Regions from separate parts of the Danio rerio genome. Here region 1 is linked to region 2. Evidence: chromatin contacts called from public Hi-C data. All regions are on one chromosome and are shown on one strand. Each heading gives the region's core, a stretch centred on a gene start, on an enhancer-like site or on the middle of the called end of the contact. The rest is flanking DNA. Distances are from core to core; before and after follow the strand shown.

The links. Hi-C and Micro-C count contacts between places; a contact is called where the count stands out from the background.
Region 1: a Hi-C map of an unstated tissue shows a contact between it and region 2, with 1.6 times the contacts expected there. The contact joins the promoter of ano1a here to the enhancer-like site in region 2. A contact is called at or near these places in 2 of 18 Hi-C or Micro-C datasets (caudal fin and an unstated tissue).

The regions. Positions count from the first base shown.
Region 1 is chr7:69,394,369-69,400,974 of GRCz12tu, forward strand. It overlaps ano1a (anoctamin 1, calcium activated chloride channel a), which reads right to left and starts at 1,604. Exons shown (of 25, transcript NM_001161590.1): 1 at 1,445-1,604.
Region 2 is chr7:69,338,257-69,344,960 of GRCz12tu, forward strand. The region is part of intron 9 of ano1a (anoctamin 1, calcium activated chloride channel a); the gene reads right to left. Among named protein-coding and RNA genes, the nearest start is that of ano1a, 54 kb to the right of the region's middle. Within about 2 kb of position 5,350, at least 4 of the 62 cell types and tissues checked have an H3K27ac peak or open chromatin away from gene starts, as enhancers often do.

The sequences.
Region 1 (6,606 bases), core at 354-2,853, 52 kb after region 2:
AGTCCACAGTGTGATTAAGGTGAAGTTGATTTTTATAGTTACATATTCATTTTTTTTTAAGTGACAGCTAGTGACATGCTACTTTGAGTATAGAAATCACATGCAAGTAGCTATGACTTCAAAACAACATGAGCACTATTTAAGTGACTGAACAATTTTGTACTTTGATTGTCGTTGCCTGCTAATATGATTTTCACTATTTAGAATTAGAAAAGAATACCTTAATAAGATGATATCATTAAGGAAATGGTCTAAATATGCAAATATAAAACCAGCCTTACCTCAATCTCAGTGTAAAAAAAAAGACCTTAAAATTATAAAATTTTTTGAAAAGTGCTCAACTACACAAAAATTACGGAAAAAAACATGAAAGAATCTGTGGGACCTGATAGATTTTTCTGAAGAAGAGTAAGCAGTTTACCTGTACAGGACAAATAAGGGATTCATTAAATTAAAAAAAAAAAAAAAAAAAAAAACAGCTGTTATTGTTGCACAATTATTATTATTATTATTATTAAATAAAACGTGCATTTTGTATTATCCCTCATATTTTGGTAAATAAATAAATACGTATTTTAAATAAATAAATAAATATATTTTTTGCAGCAAGCATGCAAACTTTTAGGCACAACTGTATATTATTATTATTATTAAATAAAACATGCATTTTGTATTATTCCTCTCATTTGGGTAAATACATAAATATTATAAATAAATAAATTCATATTTTGAATAAATAAATAAATAAATAATTTTGCAGTAAGAAGCATGCAAACTTTTCAGTTCAACTGTATATTATTATTGTTATTATTTGTAATAAATAAATAAATAAATAAATTAATATATTTTAGTAAAATAAATAAATAAATAAATAATATTTTGTAGCAAGAAGCATGCACACTTTTTGGCACAACTTTATGTAATTATTATTAAATTAATGTAAAAAAAACATGCAATTTGTATTATCCCTCATATATTGGTACAATAAATAAACAAATAACTATTTTTTTGCAGCAAGAAGCATACAAACTTTTCAGCACAACTCTATATTATTATTATTATTATTATTATTATTATTATTATTATTATTCATTGTATTAATAATGATAATAATGAATTAATCAAATAATAAAACATGCAATTTGTATTATCCCTTTTAATTTGTGTAAAATTGAAAAATAGAAAATACAGCTAAATTGTGCGCGTTAACAACTTGGGTTTCTTTCTAGAAAGTTTCCACCAGAACACCGACGCCTAAGCGACTGATAACAAAGATCAGCTGACATTCACACCCGGCAACACTGAATAGGCAATCAAGAAGGCTAGTCTAAACTTTCCCGAAGAACAACAATATGGTAACATTTTCAAGTCACCCACAATTAAAACCTTAAACTAGCCAGTTTCACTTCCTAACGCGAAAAAGTATAAAAATGCTGAATCTTACTTGTGCTCAGAAAAGAAATCACTCCAGCTCTTCAGCTCCTGTCTCCGGCTCACCTGCTCCGGCACTCTTGTTTACCTTTCAGGAACATGTAAATATCTTTCCGTCTCGTAACTCGCAAACAGCGACGCCTTAACAATAAATTACCATATTTTGAGTGCAGATTCGCCGCAAACGCAACTTATATGCGCGTTTTGTGAATACCGCGTGCACATCACTGATATGACGTATGTGCATAGGTGTTACCCTTACTATGAAACCAGGTCAGGAATGTGGGCAGGGAGCCGGCTAAAATATATATTTACAGTTTAAATTGTTAGGTAAATGTTTTCTCTGAGGTTAGCATGCACAAAGATGAATGGTAAACACACGAAACATGCACGCACTGTTTTAAATATAATTGACAAAAAATGTAATGTTTATCTAAGTCAGGATGCTTGATTTGCACGTGAACTGCGACCAGATTGCGACACAATAAGGTCTTCCACGGTCAATGAAAACCTAGAAACATCAAAGGATTAAAAAAATGCAGATTTTCACGTCCTAAAATGGCAGTTACTGGTCGTTTAACAGTAAATATTTTTAGTTAGGGCTCTTCTTGGGTCGACAAAAACCTCAATTTGGTAAACTGAAAGTAATGAAAATTTAAATGATGGAGTGGGATTACAGCTATGGGTCTACCTGAGGTTATTGAAACTAGTAAACTTATCTCTTATTTTTTTGTGTTATATAGGGGAGATAGGGGCACAAAGTAACACTTTTTGGTTTTGGCTAAATAATGAACAAATTAGGGGTTAGACAAACCATATTTTTTATTACCAACAACACACAAGCCTCTCCTACAAATGAGCACTGAAAGTGTGATCGCTGAACCTACATGTTTTCTTTGCAGTATTGTCAAAAGTGCCAGGAGTAAATGTTACTATCTACCCCACCTGCGGGACAAGTTTTAATTTACTGTTTACATTTTTAAATTTTTACATAATTTACATTTACTGGGTCAATCTTGTTCATTTTAAATATATGTGACTATGACCTTGTCAATGTCCACTGCAAACATGTTTTGTCTTTTATTTAAAAAAAAAAAAATTAAACAGCATTTTCATTTAAAATTTCACCTCCATCAAATGTTTTAAAAGCAATCCACCAATGCAAAATGTGAATTATTATTATTATTTTTTTGAATATTTTTATTATTATTGGTAATATGCATTAATTTTATAAAACATGAATCAAAACACTGATGTGGAAGTGAAAAATAAGACATGGCTTTTATCAGTGGGACATAAATAACAGTGTTACTTTTGTCCCCACAGGAACTCTTGCCAATTAAACCTAATTTACTTTTAAACTGAAAAATTCTGACATTTCAAACTTAAGGATGTGTTATTGCGCTAAGTGCGGTTTATTCATAAACTAATTTCGAGAGGATCACGTGCTTATAATCAACACGGCTGGCTCCTTATTAGCTCTGTAATCACCCCTATTAGATGATTACGGAAGCATTATAAATAACCTGAGTTTTTCACTCCAGTTATCTTCGTCTCGAAGCTCCTCCCCTTCCACCCCCACATCCTCCCCCTTTTTTCTGATTGGGCGACACGGTGGCCCAGTGGCTAGCACTGTTGCCTCACAGCAAGAACACCGCCGGTCCAACCTTTCGGGCTGGTTGGTGTTTCTGAGCGGAGTTTGCGTGTTCTCCTCGTGTTCGCGTGGGTTTCCCCCGGGTTCCCCGGTTTCCTCCCACCGTCCAAAAACATAAACCATAGCCAATCGACTAAAACAAATTATCACCCAATACAACCTTAGTTTACACTTCTCACGGTGACAAGCAGGGGTGTTCTCGAGACCTACCTGGCCTCGAACTCCCCTCTCGCCCTTCTTACGGGAGGGAGCCCCGGGCTCGAGGATATTACGAGCTCAGGGCTCTCTCCCGGGACAGCATGCCAAATACGCTTTATTGATTATCATCTAAGTTTGAACTCTTGAAATAACATGTAGATTGATCATTAGTGTGATGCATGCAAAGAGAAACACGACTTGTAATGAGGAAAAAAGAACCGCAACAATACAGTAGCTACTTTTTGCATTTAACTAAAATTCGGAGCTAACTGCAGGACACGGTCTCGAAATCAGGTGATATTTGGCAGTTCCATTAAGGGTTGCATGCCAAATAAGCTGTTACAGTGCTCAGCATAAATATGTACACCCCTCACAAATCAATCTTTTAAATTCATATTTTTGATAGGAAGCTATACAATATTATATTTGTGCATATACATTAGATTAGTCAGTAATTGAAGCCAAATCTGGACGGATCTAATTACAAAATATTTTAGAATAAGGGTCCAAAAAGTAGTACACCTACATTTATGTTATAATAAATATTAAATACACATTTTAAAAAAAGGAAAAATCAAGAGAAGATAAAAAAAACATTGAAAATTTTTGTTAAAATTTTGTAGGTTGTAAATTGTTTTTGCAATTTTTAGCTTGAATTTAATTGTATTATCCTTTGATTTCTAAATATGTTTGGCGACTTAAATATTATTTTAATAAATATATCTGATTTAATAAATCTGTTTTGTTTAAAAGCACCAATTTACATTGCGTATATTCACTGAGAAATGCATAAAGATATTCATTTTTAAAAAGGGCAGTACTCAATGTTGAGCACTGTATAGCCTGGAAAGCAAATGTTGCTTTTAGAAAATTACTGTGTTACTTTTGTCCTCGCTCTCCCTATACTGATTATTTTACTGTAAATATTTCAAGTTGGAACTGGCTTCTAGGTGTTGATCTGTATAAAACCTCTATTTGGTAATTACAGCTGAAAATGAAAGTGTAAATGAGGGTGTGGGATGCCTTACAGCAGGGGTGTCCAAACTTTTTGGGCCGAGGGCCAGATGCAAAAAAACAAACGTTGTCGCGGGCCAAATTTTACATACAGGTACATCACACAGACACGTGTATATATATATATATATATATAAATACAGTTGAAGTCAGAATTGTTAGCCCCCCTAAATTATTAGCCCCCGTTTATTTTTTCCCCAATTTCTGTTTAACGGAGAGAAGATTTTTTTCCACACATTTCTAAACATATTAGTTTTAGTAACTTATTTCTAATAACTGATTTATTTTATCTTTGCCATGATGACAGTAAATAATATTTGACTAGATATTTTTAAGACACTTCAATACAGCTTAAAGTGACATTTAAAGGCTTAACTAGGTTAATCAAGTTAACTAGTTAAGTTAAGGTATTTAGGCAAGTTATTTTATAACAATGGTTTGTTCTGAAGACTAAAAGGGCTAATAATTTTGACCTTAAAATGGTTCATAAACCGATTTTTATTCAAGCCGAAATAAAACAAAAGTCTTTCTCCAAAAGAAAAAATATTATCAGACATGCGGTAAAAATGTCCTTGCTCTGTTAAACATCATTTGGGAAATATTTAAAAAAGAAGAAATAAATCAAAGAGGGGCTAATAATTCAGACTTCAACTGTGTATAGATAGATAGATAGATAGATAGATAGATAGATAGATAGATAGATAGATAGATAGATAGATAGATAGATAGATAGATAGATAGATAGATAGATAGATAGATAGATAGATAGATAGATAGATAGATAGATAGATAGATCATAACAAGAACTGCTGCTTAATTGAATGCATGTAATAGCGACACCCGGTGGTTATTTATTGAATTACGTTCATTTTTGTATAGCGGGCCAGATTCTATTGATATTTATAAAAAGCCTCGCGGGCCGCCACAAAACTGATTGCGGGCCGCAGATGGCCCGCGGGCCGTAGTTTGGACACGCCTGCCTTACAGCAAGAGTATACCTGTGGTTATTGTGTTTAGCAGTAAGAAAATACTCTTATCTCTCAATTTTGTGTTATATATGCTGTCTACACACATTGAGGTAAAGTTGGTTTGATAATCGCACATTCATTCAGTGATAACCTGTGACACGCTCCCTGTATTGTCTACCATGGCACTTTGACTATTCGAAATCGCATCACGAGTATGACCAAAAACAAGATAAGCCCTTTTTATTTGACTGTGAACAATGTTGTACTTTGATAGTCATTGCCTGCAAATATTTCATTATTTAGATTATTTCAGAAAATAAAGTCTGAATATGCGAATATTCAGGATACCTCAATTCTACACACTCATAAATAAGTAAATAAAATATTACATTAGAACTGACCCTCACTTGCAATCAGTCCTATTTTTTTGCATCAGCAGTATCACTGATTTTCTTCTGACCCTGTTTAATAATGATCTACACAAATTATTTTAGTGATCACTTCTTAGGTAAGTACCTGTTTTGTTGTCACCTAGCTAAAATGACTTTTACCAACAGGACACAATGTTCAGTTTCGCACAGCATGACTGATCCACCCTTTTGTTTAACAGTTGGCAAGGATATTGCATTTAATTGTCGCTTTGTTTATTGGAAGATTGTGGCCAACTGAGCCGCAGCCTTTGGTTTCAGAATGCCTCCGGCTTATTTGAGGTTTATGTTGCAAAACATTGATGAGAGTGGCGGTAATGCGACATGTCTGAATTCACATACTTTTCTAAAATATAGTAGGTGTCAAAAGGAAGTTGTCCAAATACTGGTGGAAAGATTCTGAAGCATGCACACTTGTGAAGATGACAAGCGAGAATTTTCCAATGTGAATGCAGCGTTGAAACTGACAACATTGTGAATGTAATGCATCCAAATACATCCATACTACTTTGTGTGGTCACACATTTAACATTGCATTTTTTGGCATAATAATTGCACTGCGGTATACATTAGAAGATAAACCTTCCTGTGAAATTATCCATCTTATTTTTTTACATAAGAGCAGGTGTGGTCATGTCTGTCTGGCATTTGGTGTCAATAACTTCCAGCTATGTACAAAACAACTCATGCTGTTTAATATTGCAAATATTATTGCCTAAATAGTATTATCGTCTTAATTATAAGTGTCCTCCTGTGGCTTCACAGAGTATGCTACCCGCTGCACCGCCGTGGCGTCCTGAATTTGTATTTTAATAATGCATTCGTAATTGTTGAACTACGATTAATAAATGCTGTACAAGTATCGTTCATTATTAACTAATGTTAGTAAATACATAAACTAGCATTAACTAAT
Region 2 (6,704 bases), core at 4,100-6,599:
GTAGACTACACATCAGCAGCCTGAGGTATCAAGACACTGGTGCTGCCCATTACATTACAAACCACAGGAGATGGCAAATTCTTCAACAGGATACATTAAAGTTCCTTAAAGCAAAGAAGGTCAAGGTGCTCAAGGATTGGCCAGCCTAGTCACCAGACATAAACATTATTAAGCATATCTAAGGTAAGATGAAGGAGGAGGCAGTGAAGATGAATCCAAACAATCTTGATGAACTCTGGGAGTCCTGTAAAAAAGCTTTCTTTGCCATTCCAGATGACTTTATTAATAAAGTTATTTAAGTCATTGCAGAGATGTATGGATGCAGTCCTCCAAGCTCATGAGAGTCATGCGCAATATTAATTCTGTTTCAACTGCACCATGACTTTATATTCTATCTAATCTATCTACTCTAGAGGTCTTTGCCTTTCATTTAAGCCACTTCTGATACCAAATGATCAACTAAAAGTAAAGTTTTTATTTGTTATTCCTAAAACTTAGGCAACAAGTCTTTTTTATAGGTGGTGTATTAGTTCAGTTAATTTATGTAACAGACCTTCATTTAGCATAACATACGCCCCTAATTTAATACAATTATTATATAAAAAAGAATAATAATTACATGTTTCTGATAGTGAAAGGTGCCAAGTCATCATGACAAATTGACTATAAAATAAATCAACTGAAAGAGCCACGTAACTGTACTTCAGCACAGCCAAGTTCTCACCGCAGGTGTGAAAAATGCAGAGAATGTGGGCGTGGTGAACAAAGAAGCCCAGAGGAAGAAGAACAGACAGACAACACATTAGCTTTTGATTTCATTTCACTCTCACTGATTTAAAGAGGTAATTCAAGCCAACATTTAAGGTGCCATATAGTGAAAATATGTACATGCTTAGGCATAGTATAATAAAAGTTTAGTATAGGGCTGCACAATATATAACTTCAGCACTGATATCGCAATGTGCACATCCGCAATGGTCAAGTCGCAAGATACGCAATGTTCAGGTTATGTAATGTCCATATATCGCAGTGTGAGTTGATGTACTGATGATGTAAAACTCTAATTACTTGAATTTGGAAGAGATTCTCATATAGGTTACATCAAAACATTTCCTAGATTTACACAAATGTAGACACTGCACTCTACTAGATTTGTCATCTGAAACGTGCAATAAAACCTACCCGGAGCAATGTATTTTAGTTTTTTTTTTAGACTCTATATGGCCTTTATACAATTTATGCACAACAAAAAAACATTTCTTACTTTGAAATGTAGATATTTGGCCTTTAATTCTAAGTGAAAACAAGATTTTTTTTACTTACCCCACTGGCAGATAATTGTAGTTGAAACAAAAGTTGAAAACAAAATATTTTTACTTGATCTTTTAGATATTTGGACAAGAAATGAGACTATGCAGAGTGAGAAAAGCATTTTTTTGCATTGTGGTTATTAATTTTTTTGTACCTGAATACTGTTAGACATCCGAGAAAACTATTAAATAGTCCCATTCAATCGATTTTGTGATTCATATCGCAATATTTAATGGAAGTTTTTTTTTTTTTTTACATGGAAATAGCACACTACCAGCCTCACACACACACACCATTGTTTCCTCATTCTCATGTAAATCCATTAAGTGTAAAATTCCAGTGAAAAACAGGCCAATTGAAACAAAACACTGACTGTGACAACTTATTAATATGCACGCCCCATGCAGCGTTTGATTGGCCACAACATCTCTCAGTGTGATTACAGCAATGATCATTTCCCCTCCTGAGTTTTTAGTTTGTCTAAGCTTTTTTTAAACTTACTATATATGTGGGACTCTTATTCTGTGAAGCATGACCTTGGAGGGTGTCTCCATATTTACAGTGCATCAAAAGAAAAAGCGTGAGATATAAGGAATATAAAGTTATTCAGTGTCTCTAAAATTAAGCTCTGTTTAAATGTATATTTTGTTAATTTAACATGTATATGGTGAAATGTGCAGCATATTGTATTGAGGCAACAGACACACGTAACAAGTTTAAGTGGTTAATGCACATTTATGCATCATGTCATATCACTCAGCTCATATTGTAATTTTTCTGAAAGATGACAAAAAACTTCATAAAACTGACTGGTTTCTGTGGAGGTCGATATTATTTCTGCCTTTGTTTTCATATACATTAAACACAAAAACACAACTCTAAATACATCTCTGTTGAGCCTCTTTTTTCCCCCTGAGTGTGATTATAATTTAGTCTACATTTCTTCTTCCACACAACCCATGAGCAAATTAGGTAACTCATGTAGCAAAAAGATAGCTTACTCGCTTCTTCAAGCTTAAATAAACCAGCCCAACACGTCGGTTGAAAAGATTTCATATTATGTATTATAAAAGGTCATATTTTGGTTATTGGGGTCTCCATCAACAGGCAAATGTGCATGCAAGATCCAAAAAACACTTTCATTGCCTAATAAAATTCATTTATTTTTACCTAATTATCCCAACGCCTCCCATTTGATTCGTTCATCGAATCATTTGTTCCTAAACTCCTCCCTAGCATAAGAAAAATCTGCGCTGATTGGTCTGATGACCCGGTCTGTTGTGATTGGTCATCAGCCTTCAGGGAGAGATGGACAGAAACGCTCACTATGGTTATGAAGTAGCCCGAGTATAGAGTATAGAGTTCAGAGTATATGTGTGAGGCCAATGCAGGAGTGCATTAAAGCAATGCAGTTTAACATCAGCATATTGCTCTATTTTTAACCATAACTCCAAAAAAATAACAATGACATCATTCAGTATTAACCCACAAAATGGCAAAAGTTTAACTATTTTGAAAATCGACGGTGCCACGCATGTGTAGGAACAGCTGATGGCAGCCATAGCAATGACAAACAGCAGAGGATCGCAAACTCAAGGGAAAGAGAAAGAAACTGGTCCATAAAAACTGTGTAACAGTTACTAACAAAGTCCAATACATTAGTAGTCTTTGCTGATCCTTTCTTAAACATCAAACGACCGGCAAATCCCGAGTTGCTGCATGTGTTATTGTATAAATCATCAGAAAAATTAAAGGAACAAACACAGCACAGGGTATACTCTGGTATTGTTGTGAAAATTTACTATTAACCCTTTATTCCCCCAGGCCTCTCAGTGATAGTTATCTTCGTGTCATGATCAATCTCATGATCCCCCGCGCTCCGCTCGTGTCTGAAGGGAAAGGCGAGTTCATGTTTTACTGGATTCAGATCTTCATATTTGGCTATGTCGCGTATCGACGCTGACGTGTTCAATCAAAAGATCCGAACACAAAACGAATCATTCATTTGATTCGGAGTTAACTGTTTTCTTACAGAATCAATAGTTTTAAACGCAGTGCAATCAGATTTAAACCTTAGCTAGATGTGTTCATTCACTCACAGGTGTGTAACACACTGCATAGGAGGTCTTTTTTTAAAAACGATAAAAGGGGCTCTTTAAATATATTTTAACAACTAAAGTATGCTTTTTTGCAGGTGCATTTTAGAGTACATTATGCTGTGTATGTCTGATAATATTCTTTCTTCAGCAGAAAGTCTTATTTGTTTTATTTAGGCTAGAATAAAAGCAGTTCTTAATTTTTTAAAATCCATTTTAAGGTCAAAAGTATTAACCCCTTTAAGCTATTTTCTGTTTAATGGAAAGAAGATTTCTTCAACACATTTCTAAACATAATAGTTTTAATAACTCATTTGTAATAACTTATTTATTTTATCTTTGCCATGATGACAGTAAATAATATTTTTCTAGATATTTTTCAAGACAATTCTATACAGCTTAAAGTGACATTTAGGCCCCGTTTACACTAGTGCGTTTTAGTTTTAAAACGGCGCTTTAGATCAAAAACGATCCGCGTCCACACTAGCTTTTCACCTAGCGTCTCTGAACATATCTCCGTCCACACTACGCCACCAAAAACGTATATCATGTGACCATTCACGCACTCTGGGCATGCGCGTTCTAGTATAAACAGAAAGCATGCGTCTCGCTCGGCATTTGGTTATTGTTAGTCAACAAACGCCAGTTGAACATTTAACAAATGGCAAAGAAAGCAAGAGGTATTTTTGTGGACAGACGATGAGGTCGAGTTGTTACTAAACGTAACAAATGAACAATTGCACAATTGCGCCTAAAACAGACAATAGTGCAAACAACGCTCCCATTTCTGTGCCCATGTTGTTGTTTACAGTACTGTCTTCCAGTAGCGTTAAAGCCATGTATTATAGTCTTGTGATAGGGACTTGACGAATAATGGAAGGATACACAATGACACAAAAGCCCCAATCAGGTAGCGAATCTCAGCAGTCCCGCCTCCGTTTTCAGATGTCTCCGTTTTTTCTCATCGACACTGAAATGGAGCAGCAGCATTTTAGAATGAAAACGGCCTCTCCAGTGTTTCCAAAACGCTCCGTTTTCGGCGCTCGAGAACTCCGGCGTAGTGTGGACAGATGGCGTAATCGTAGCAAAACTTATGCGTTATAAAAAGAAAACGCATTAGTGTAAACAGGGCCTTAAAGGCTTAACTAGGTTAATTAAGTTAACTAGGAAGGTAAGCCTGATTAGGAAAGTTATTGTATAACGATGGTTTGTTAAATTAAAGGGGCTAATAATTTTGTGCTTAAAATGGTGTTTAAAAAATTAAAAACTGCTTTTATCCTAGCTGAAATAAACCAAATAAGACTTTCTCCAGAAGAAAGAATATTATCAGACATACTCTGAAAAATTGGCTGCGTTAAAGATAATTTGGGAAATATTTAAAAATGAAAAAAAAAAAAAAATTCAAAGGGGGGCTAATAATTCTGACTTCAACTATATATATATATATATATATATATATATATATATATATATATATATATATATATATATATATATATATATATATATATATATATATATATATATATATATATATATAGCATTATATTTTCCATTTGCTAGAAAACTAGGATTGTGAAATTTATCTTTGTACAAAAGACACCAGGGTTTACTAGTAAATACTAGTGATTCAAGCAACATTAAGTGAGTGCCGTGAGCAGCTGAAAATATTTGCATTTGTTTGTAGAAAAGGCCTTTTGTACAAAATACACCAGGGTTTAATAGTAAATTTGCATATAGATGGAATCATTCCTAACAATAATAAACACAACAAAAGCCCCAAATTGGCAGATCTCTCCAAAAGCGAAACTTTTACTCTTTTCCAGTCCTTGTAAATAGCCGTAATGAATAATTGGTGAAGGGCTGCGCTAGGACTGGAGAGTAAGCCTGCAGGAGTGCGGCTCACAGATGGCTGAAGTGGGAAATGATCCTGTTGCCTTGGTGACCTGCCGATTATTCGGATCTCGCTGCAGGCGAGTCCACAGTCTCAGCAGGCCTCCTGTACAGAGCGAGGTCTCCCCATTCTGGAGTGCATCTATACGGTTTAATTATATCTCAAGTGGTCGATGTGACATTCAGTCTGAAGAGTGTGACATAAAAGCACCTGAGCAGGTGATGCAGGACTCGTTTTTGAGAAAGAATGCCACAATAACAACTCTCTGCACTATAAATGAGGAACATTGGCCTAAACAGAACAATTTATCGTGTCAATGCAGGAACCCTCATTCCATCTGGCCCATAATAACACTTTAAATTATGGCTTCATTACTGCCTGTCACTCAGGTTATAATTTAAGCAGCTGTCTTTGGTTATAATCCAAAACACCAAAAGAGCCAATAGGCTATAAAAGAAAATGATCTTGGTATACTCATTAAACTTTAGAAATACACTGCAAATCAGCCTATTAGAATGATCCCTTAAGCAGGGGTCACCAATCTTGGTCCTGGAGGGCCGGTGTCCCTGCTGGGTTAAGCTCCAATTTGCCTGAACACACCTGCCTGGATGTTTCAAGTATACCTAGCAAGACCTTGATTAGCTTGTTTAGGCGTGTTTGATTAGGGTTGGACCTAAAATCTGCAGGACACCGGCCCTCCAGAAACAAGTTTGGTGACCACTGCCTTAAGGATCATGTGACACTGAAGCCTGGTGGCTAAAGAAAAGTATTTTGCCAGATTTGTCAGTACAGATTTCATTTAAATAATATCAGTATAATAAATACTTAATTATTTCTCAAGTGCAGTTTAATGGAGGGAAGGTTTTTGTCAGATTAGATTTTTTTTTTATGATTATTTATTTAATGCAGAACAAAGCCAGCATACATAGCTAGCAACAACTATATACAAGCCAGAGTTTGCATTAAATGCAAATACATAAAGAAATTAAAAATAATAATAACAGTAATAAATAAAGACAATAAAATAATAAATGAATAACAATACACAGAAAAAGAAAAACTCGGGGGTGAGAATTAACTAGTTATTAAATAAGAAGTTTTTTTCAATAAAATCAGTCCATGCTTTGATTGTATAGGGTTTAGCTCTGTTAATTCTTGCAGTAAAACGTTCTAAATGCGAAATAGTTTTTAGTTCAATAAGCCACATTTTATTCGCTGGGAATGAGGGTCCATGCCATATTTTAAATATAACCTTCTTGGCTGCAGTTAGTGCAGTATGATCCTGCGTTGGGAAGTGTTTAGGTTTAGATCGTAATCATCATTTAATAAACAGATATTAGGGTGTTTGGGAATAAACCTCTCATACAATTCTGAGATAGTTTGAAATACCTTATCCCAAAATG